Regions from separate parts of the Mus musculus genome. Here region 2 is linked to region 1. A link is a contact called in public promoter capture Hi-C data. All regions are on one chromosome and are shown on one strand. The core of a region is the stretch at or near the end of the contact, and the rest is flanking DNA. Distances in the headings are between cores, read along the strand shown. Region 1 holds the start of Rps16 (ribosomal protein S16). Region 2 holds the start of Syne4 (spectrin repeat containing, nuclear envelope family member 4).

Region 1 (4,045 bases), core at 807-3,306:
CAGGGATTCAAAGTCAGCTTCTCCTTAGCTATATTGTGACTTCCAGCCAGACTGGACTCCAAAAGAAATTGAGAGATGGAGCAGGGGAGTAGGGGGTGGGCTGTAAGGGAGTGGGTGGACAGAAGGACCCACCAGGGCAGGACAAAGAATTTTACTGCCATCTGCTGGAAGTTGACAAATATGAATCTATGATGTCCAGGACAAATATTGTGCTGTGTAGCCATCATATGTCTGCCCACCTCGGAGTTAGCCAGCCTAGAGAGAACACTCGCCAACGCACTCGGCACATTTAGAGTAGATCAGCACCTGGCGAAGAGCAAGCGCTGTTTAAGTGTGACTGTAATCAACATGATTATCACTTATGTGTCTGAAAGACGTTTATCTGCTGAAGATTGTGGTAGTGGGTCAGAAATCCAGAACATCAGCCCTACTGTTTCCTGTGAGCGTGTTCAAGCATGCATAACTGCTTGCACACAGAGCCCAGTGGTTTTCCCCTAACTTCCCAGCTCCAAGAAGGAGTTACCACTGCCAAGGCATGGTCACGCCAGTGTGGACAGTGCTATGCTTTGGTTTGGGCTGGCCTGGAGCACTGACCTTTAATCCAGAGATCCACTGTGTGTCTTCCATCTTATTACATTCAAGTGTGTGTCTGTGTATGCGCGTGCACATGTGGAGCTTGGAAGACAGCCTGCAGGAGTTTGTTCTCTCCTTCTACTCTGTGAGTCCCAGGAACCAAACTCGGGCCCTCAGGCTTGGGCATTTCGCTAGCTAGTTTCTTTTCTTTCTGAAGCAGGGTCACATGTAGCCCAGGCTGGCCAGATATTCATAATGAGGAGAGGATGGCGTCGGGATTCCTCCTGACCCTTCCTCCTCCTTCCAAGTGTTAGTGTTACAGGTGCACATGACCATACCTAGTCTTTTTGTTGACAACTCTGCCTTCCAAATGTCTCCACATCCCTTAATGTCCTCCACACCCTGTGCTGCAAGAGAAACTGAGGCAATCCTGAGAAGCTGTTGCCCAGTGACTTAGAACAATTCTGGGGTGGGTACTATGGAAAAGTTAAAAGCTGGTTTTCCTCAGGTTGGTAGGCTGGAGAATTCTGTGGAGTAAACACATAGAGCGGAGGGTTTAGAGGAGCATTACGGTCACTTGGAAGTTGGAAAGATGGTGGTTAAAAGCACTAACTGCTTTTCCTAGAGAGGACCTGAGTTTGGTTACAGGTACACAAGTTGGGTGTGGCTCAGACACCCTGTAACTACATTTCCAAGGAGATTGGAGGCCTCCCTCGGGAACCTGCCCTCGAAAAAAGTATTAAATCTTAAAACAAGGCTACTTGGAGGATTCTGGATAATGATCTAAGATAACTGCCCTGAAGACAGGTCCTGAGGGTAGTTCTCTAGGGGAGGGTCAAGCTGGGAGAACAATGTCCCTGGAGCAGTTGCTGGGGAGAGGAGCCACCAAAGAGGTAGTTAATTTTGGCAGCGAAAGCAGGCGAAGGCCCGAGTCTGTGAGGAAAAAAAACGTATATAAGGCACAACCAGAAGGCAAGAGAAGTTTATTTAGGAGAGCGCTGGAAAGGGCTTTTAAGGGGTCAGGTTTCCTGGGAAGAAGAGGAAGGCAATTCTGGTGAAAGGCTGATTCGCGACGGGGGATCGTAAGGGCTAGGAAAGAGGGTTCTGGAGGCAAGATTCTGAAAAGCCAGCTTGACTTAGCATAGTGGATGCGGGAAGACTCCGATGGGATGGGGATCCTGGGAAAGGGTGGGAGGAAGAGGGTGAGAATCGGCCTGGAGAAGCGCCGAAGGAGAGCATCGAAGAGCAGGAATGTCTATAAGAACTGGCCGAAAGTCAAGACCAAGGCTGCGGAAAAGCAATGGAAAAAGGAGGCCAGCCCCATCTTCCGAGTTCTGGACGGAGTCCCCACCCTCCGGGTCCCGCACAGCTCCGCCCCTTCCCCTCCGACACCGCCCCCTCCCTTGCCTGAAGGCGTTCCCGCCGCAATTCACACGTCCCCTCTCAGGCTTCGACGTCAGCCGTAAAGCCCGCTTCTGTCGTGACGTAGCACTCAATGCGCCTGCGCAGACCCTGAAAAATCGGCTGGGTTGGCCCCGCGCTTCCCTTTTCCGGTCGCGGCGCTGCGCGGTGTGGAGCTCGTGCTTGTGCTCGGAGCTATGCCGTCCAAGGGTCCGCTGCAGTCCGTGCAGGTCTTCGGACGCAAGGTGTGCCAGGGGCGGCATAGAAAGAGGTGGGGGTGGGGAGGGGGGTGAGAAGGCCCTGGCTGGGTGACATGATGAGCTGGGGCCCGCTGAGCCAGGGTCCCGCGCTCACACGGCCCCGCCGTCTCCCTCGCCCTTCACAGAAAACAGCCACGGCTGTGGCCCACTGCAAACGGGGAAATGGGCTCATCAAGGTGAACGGACGTCCCCTGGAGATGATCGAGCCGCGCACGCTGCAGTACAAGGTGTTGGGGTCGGGCATGGGCGTCCGGGTGGCGAGACGGAAGGGAAGGCCCCGGGATGATAGGGAGTTGAGGTGGGGGAAGGAGGATGGCTTACCTCGCGGTAGACCTTAACCTGGGCTCGGGAAAGATGAAGTCGGAGCTGGTAAAATACATGAAAACGTGGCCTATTCTATAACCTCGAAGCTCTCCAGATGCGAGGGGCCCGTGGCCAGGAGAATAGCACAGTGTATCCGACCTAATTGACGATTTCTGGTCTAGAAGTATGAGTTTACAGCTCATGTGTATACTCCTAGCTCCTTGGAGGATAGCATACTACGAGTTACGAATCCAAAGCGCCGCCGTTTAGGTCAGCATGGGGCTACAACGTGGAACCTTGAAAAATACAATAGGAGTCCTCTGAAGTCTAACATTGGTAGCACTTGTATGGGTTTTTGTTGAACTAGTGGGCAAAAACTGGAAAACAAGTGCAAGAACAAATCCTCTTTTGCAACCCAGAACTCATTGTTGTATGAGTTTTGGTACATGTAAGAAGGAATATCATACCTTGCAGACAATGCATTCTAATGGTAGTGTTGATGTTAATGCCACTAGACCCCCGTGCTTAGTCTAATCCAAGTCTGTCAGGTGACTAAAAAGGACAGTCTGTCAGTTTATTTGAACGATTGGTGTGTGTACCCTGTGTTGTGAATTGGGCCAACACCAGTGATGGAGGTGGCTCTAGGCCTGCCACTCGGGGAGCTTCTGGATAGACTGGTCCTAGGTATTGGACAAATTTGATCCAAAGAGAAGATGGAATGACCACTGTGAGAACAGTGGACCTGTCTGACCTTGCTTCCTGTTTGGGGAAGTTCATAGTTGCCTGTCACTCCATGATTCCAGCTCCTCGGTGTCTCAGGCCCTCTTCTGGTCTCTATGGGCACATATACATGGGACTCTGAGGGGCACAGGGATCCTAGGATAGGCTGCCTCCTTGATTCTGGTGATGGTGGGAACCACACAAAGGGAGATGATGAATGTCCATGGAGAGTGGTTAAGTCAGGGTATGACTTAACTCCCTAACCCCATATTTTCCCATTTCTCTAGTTACTGGAGCCTGTTTTGCTTCTGGGCAAGGAGCGATTTGCTGGTGTGGATATTCGGGTCCGTGTGAAGGGTGGTGGACATGTGGCCCAAATTTATGGTAAGTCTCAGGATCTAAGCCTATGGGTGTGAGGCAGCTCCTGGAAGGACTGGGTCTTCACTAAGCTTTTTGGTCATTGTGTCTTGCAGCCATCCGACAGTCCATCTCAAAGGCCCTGGTAGCTTATTACCAAAAATGTGAGTGAGAGCTGGTCTTTCATTTCATGGCGGGTGGGCTATGTGGTAGGACCAAACTAAAGGTCTTGTCTATTAATCTCCAGATGTGGATGAAGCCTCCAAGAAGGAGATCAAAGATATCCTCATCCAATACGATCGGACCCTGCTTGTAGCTGACCCCCGTCGCTGCGAATCCAAAAAGTTTGGAGGTCCTGGTGCCCGTGCCCGATACCAGAAATCCTACCGATAAGCCCATCTCAAGGATCGGGGTTTACCTTTGTAATAAAC
Region 2 (4,645 bases), core at 1,047-3,546, 2.0 Mb after region 1:
GTCCCAGCTTGGGAACTCCACTTTGACTTAGTGGAGTGGCGTAGGCTCCCTGGTGCCCCCTTCCTCCCCAGCCTCATGAAGATGGACCACTGTACTACCCAACTGTCAGCACCATCAGCCTGGGCTCCCATACTGTCCTCGATTTCTATGAACCTCGACAGCCAGACGATGATGTCCCTATGGAGCAGGTGGGTCCTGAGCTGATGCCCCGGGCATTTGGGGGCATTCTAGCGTCTGACATCCCATATGCTCCAGGACAGTCTGATCCTACCTGTATTTAGAGTATTCGTGACACCCAGACATGCTCCCCTGTCCCTTGTTGGGCATCCCTGCTTTCTCCCAGATAGCCAACCCATACCCATCCAATCTGTTTGTACGGTGCCCCAGCTGCCATGATACCCAGGGATACCGATACATACGTCGCCATGGTATTGGATGGCTAAGGCTATGGATGACCTGTGACCCTCCCTCAGACCACTTGAGCTCAACACGGTGTTCCAACAAAGTTTTTTTTAGAAACTACTGTTTACTTATTTTTGTGAACAGATGTATGTAGCCCAGGCTGGCCTCACGTTTGCCATCTTTCTGTCCCATCCTCCCAGTGCCAGCGTTGTAAGCGTGTGCCCCCGTGCCTGGCTCCAATGCATATTCTTGACATCCTCAAGATATCCCACTGTGTCATTCACTCATGTGTGCCCCTGTGTCCTCCTAGACTGTACAGGGCACCTTAATACCAGCGTCCTGAAACTCTAGTCATATGCTCTATCACCTCTAGATTCCCCTTAACCTCACACGGCTCTTTTGGGGACACCCTTATCTCTGACTGCTAGCTCTTAAGTCATGCATTCTTGATACCCCAGTGTTCATAGAGTCTTCCTCCAACTCTCCGAACACCCTGGCCAGATGTTAGCTCCACTCCCTAAAGTTCCGTCTTTTCCATCTCTTCTACCCAGGCAGGCTTGCTGTAATACCATTCCTGAGTAAAGCCTCCCTAACAGCCAGAGTCCCGGGATAGGCCATTCCCTTTAACCTCTGTATTAGAGCCTGACCCCAGCAGTGCACCCCCAGATTAGCTCTGCGTAAGTATCCCTAGGACTGCCCATGTCTGTCCCAGCCCCTCAGATGCCAGCTGAAGCTCCCACAATGTAGTAGCCCTTTATGTCTTAAAATGCAGCATAGGCCCTGTCTCCTCCCAAAGAACTGGACACACACACACACACACACACACACACACACACACACACACGGCGGGCCAATAGTCTTGTCCCCAGAACCTATAGATTACCACTCCTGAGGGCCTGCTGACCCTTGTCCCCTGACCAGCTACGGATGCCCGCTGACTTTTCACACACTCCCAAACTCTGGATATCCATTTACCATTATCAACTGATTCCCGCAGCCCAGGCCTCCTCAACGGCCCATCACCTCGCTGCTGGTGGAACCACGGAGCCTGCTGGTGCTCCGGGGCACAGCTTACACACGCCTGCTCCACGGCATCTCAGCTACCCGTGTGGATGAGCTGGACGCCACCTCGCTGCCACCCAATGCCACCGCTTGCAAGTCAGCGCTGCCCGGAGCCCACCTGGTGCGCGGCACCCGTGTCTCACTGACCATTCGCCGCGTGCCCCGTGTGCTGCGCGCCAGCCTCCTGCTGAGCAAGTGACCACCAGGTTCTAAGACCTTGGAACCCTAGGGCAGAGGTAGCTGTCCAGGGTTATTTATTTCCCCAGTAACTATGGAAACCATGGAGAAGACACCATTCCAAATAAACAGAAAATACCTTTACTCGTTTTGGATTTTTTTTTTTTTAACTAGATGGGAAGAGATACTTCAGTTTCTTTCTCTCTGCCCCCCCCTCCCCCTTCAATACTGGAGATAGAACCTAGGGCTTCTTGGATGCTAGACAAATGCTGTACCACTAAACTACAACCCAGGCAACAATTGCATTATTTTTTAGTTTTGCAATAGGGCTTCCATAAGTTGCCTAGGCTGGCCTTGAACTTGAGACCAGCTTGCCTGAGGTGACAGGCTTTAGCTGCCAGGTGCTGGGACTTTTTTTCAGTATCCTTATACCTGAGACTTTAAATGAATGGGACGGGCCCTGAGACACAGGTGTCCCTGAAGGTGACAGGATCCAAGGTCTTGAGATGGGTGACGTTTTCTCTCAAAGCCCCACGATGGCGAGCGGGTGGTATTGGAAGGTTTAGGTTCTCCTGCTGGGGAGGAAGGAGTTAAATGCCTCCGCACCTCAGCCAGGCATCAGATTTCTCTAGTCCAGGTTCTTCCAGGAAGGGGTGGAGCTAGGCTGGCCCCTGGGCCCCTCAGTAGCCTCGGACTTAGGCTGTGAGTCCTGCTGAGAAAGCATGGGGGTCTGGACTGTCTAAGAAAGCGGCTGCTGTTACTGGACATCCTCACCTGACGATCCCCAAGTGCACGGCCATGGCCCTGGTTCCACCTCTTGGCCGTGAATTCCCGCCAGAGCCTGTGAATTGTCCCCTGGCAGCTCCTAGAGAGCTGGATGTTGTCGGAGGGACCATCTGCCCTGCACCTGAGGAAGAGACAAGCAGGTGGGGACTGGGGCTTGATAGTGGTTCCGAAGGAGGGAGGGAGGGAGGGAGGGGTCTGTGGGAAGGGCCATGTGTGACTGACTGAAGAAGGACATGGAGAAAAGTGGGCATATGGTGAGGTGGAAAAGGAGACACTGTGCCTCACAGGTGGCCCATCAACCTTTCTCCTCTCTAGGCCAGAGCAGGTCCAGGCCTCCTTGGGCCTGCCTGAGCATTGCATGGGTGAACTGAAGAGCACTGAGTCTGCCACCAGCCCCTCAAGACTCCCCCTGGCCTCTTCCCATGAGCATCAAGACGGGGGCAAGCCCTGTGAGGTGAGCTGAGCACACCCTCTGTTCCAGTCCCACTTCCTGTCTGTCCCCCGGAATCTGCCCCTTGCTCAGATGATATGATTCTGGGGGGTGCTGTGGAGGAAGGGACACCGTAAGGACATCTGGTTGCCAATCAGTATTTCACTTATTTTTAATCGTTTTGTGTATTTACTCTGTGTGCCTAAGTGTGAGCAGGGATACAGGCACATCATGCGTGCCGGTGCCAGTGTCTCTCAGTCACTTTCCACTATGTGACAGAGTCTCCCATTGAACCTGGCTAGGGTGGCTGGTGAGTGAGCGCCACGAATCTGCCTCCAGTCACTGACCAGCCGGTGCCACATGCTTGGTTCTTTGAGCACTTGCTTGTACAGCAAACATTTTATCAACTGAGCCATCTCCCCGGTTCCCCCGACCTCCTTATTTGAGATATGCTTTCACTGTGTAGCTCAGGCTGCCCTTGAACTTTCAGTTCTCTTGCCTCAGAGAACTGGAGTTACATTTTATCATCTCCAAGCTGGACATATTTCCACGTTTTACCAAGTAGGAAATGAGAATTTTATTAATAACCCCATTCCTTTTGGGGGTACTCTGCTCCATTATCCTTCCTAGTTTAGACCCATATAAAGACCTTTCTAGAAGGCTCGGGAACCTGGAAATCTTAAATTAGATGTCTTCAGCCTTGGTGTAAAGGGCTGCCAAGTGGGAGCAGCCCAAATGTTGGTTCTCGAATGGGTGTGGCTTCAGAGAAACATCCACAAGGCAGCAGCCTGCTTGGGAGTAGGGGTAGTGTCTTGGCCCATTGGCCCTGATTTTGGTCCCCTGGAATCTCCAGCACTCTGACTCTGGTTTGGAAGTACTAGAAGCTGAACAGGACAGTCTACATCTTTGTCTGTTGAGGTTGAACTTCCGGCTGCAGGACCTGGAACGAGGCCTTGGGTCTTGGACGCTGGCCCACAACAGGATTGTCCAGATGCAGGTAGGCAGTGGGAGGCCAGGTTATAGGGGAGTGGGTAGAGTCCTTGGTATGGGTGTAAGCTTTCTTGAATAGAAAGTGGGTTTATTGCATATTCTGACTTCTGCACAGGACATGAAAGACAAAATAACTCCAGGTTCTGGGGTGGGGGTGGGGTCTGGTATCACTGTCGTATGTGAGAGTGTCTAGCCATGTGTTCCAGGCCCTGCAGGCAGAGCTACGAGGGGCCGCTGAGCGCGTGGATGCATTGCTTGCATTTGGTGAGGGCCTGGCAGAGAGGAGTGAGCCCAGGGCCTGGGCATCCCTGGAGCAGGTCCTGAGGGCCCTTGGAACCCACCGAGACACCATCTTCCAACGGCTCTGGCAGCTGCAGGCCCAGTTGATCAGCTATAGCCTGGTATGACCTGCCCTGGTAGTCCCCAGCCCAGACCCTAACCTCCCCAACTCCCATGACATCTGTCCTCTGCTCCAGGTGCTTGAGAAGGCCAACCTCCTGGACCAGGACTTGGAAGTTGAGGGAGACTCAGACGGGCCAGCAGCTGGTGGAGTCTGGGGGCCCTGGGCACCCAGTACCTTCCCCACTCCTGCAGAGTTGGAGTGGGACCCAGCAGGGGATGTTGGGGGTCTTGGGCCCTCAGGGCAAAAGATATCTCGGATACCAGGAGCTCCCTGTGAGCTGTGTGGCTACAGGGGACCCCAGAGCAGTGGACAGGGCCTTGAGGTGAGATCAGCCCCGCCTCAAAGGCTCCCTACTTGGCTGGGCCCCACAAGGTACCTTTCTACACCTTTCTGGT

What was found. Promoter capture Hi-C pulls out the DNA fragments that hold promoters and counts their contacts.
Region 2: a contact with region 1 is called in a promoter capture Hi-C map of liver, with 3 times the contacts expected there. The contact joins the promoter of Syne4 here to the promoter of Rps16 in region 1. A contact is called at or near these places in 4 of 39 promoter capture datasets (cranial neural crest, hippocampal neurons and liver) and 2 of 115 datasets of contacts at active chromatin or transcription factors (astrocytes and bone marrow-derived dendritic cells).

What each region holds. Positions count from the first base shown.
Region 1 is chr7:28,348,633-28,352,677 of GRCm38.p6, forward strand. Rps16 (ribosomal protein S16) reads left to right here and starts at 2,057. Exons shown (of 5, transcript NM_013647.2): 1 at 2,057-2,219; 2 at 2,360-2,461; 3 at 3,545-3,641; 4 at 3,731-3,778; 5 at 3,862-4,045. The coding sequence starts at 2,172. The coding sequence ends at 4,007. It overlaps AF357399 (snoRNA AF357399), which reads left to right and starts at 2,908; the gene lies at 2,908-3,001.
Region 2 is chr7:30,312,520-30,317,164 of GRCm38.p6, forward strand. It overlaps Syne4 (spectrin repeat containing, nuclear envelope family member 4), which reads left to right and starts at 2,297. Exons shown (of 8, transcript NM_153577.2): 1 at 2,297-2,567; 2 at 2,743-2,881; 3 at 3,711-3,854; 4 at 4,054-4,248; 5 at 4,324-4,572. The coding sequence starts at 2,440. It overlaps Alkbh6 (alkB homolog 6), which reads left to right. Exons shown (of 7, transcript NM_198027.3): 6 at 72-188; 7 at 1,400-1,784. The coding sequence ends at 1,663.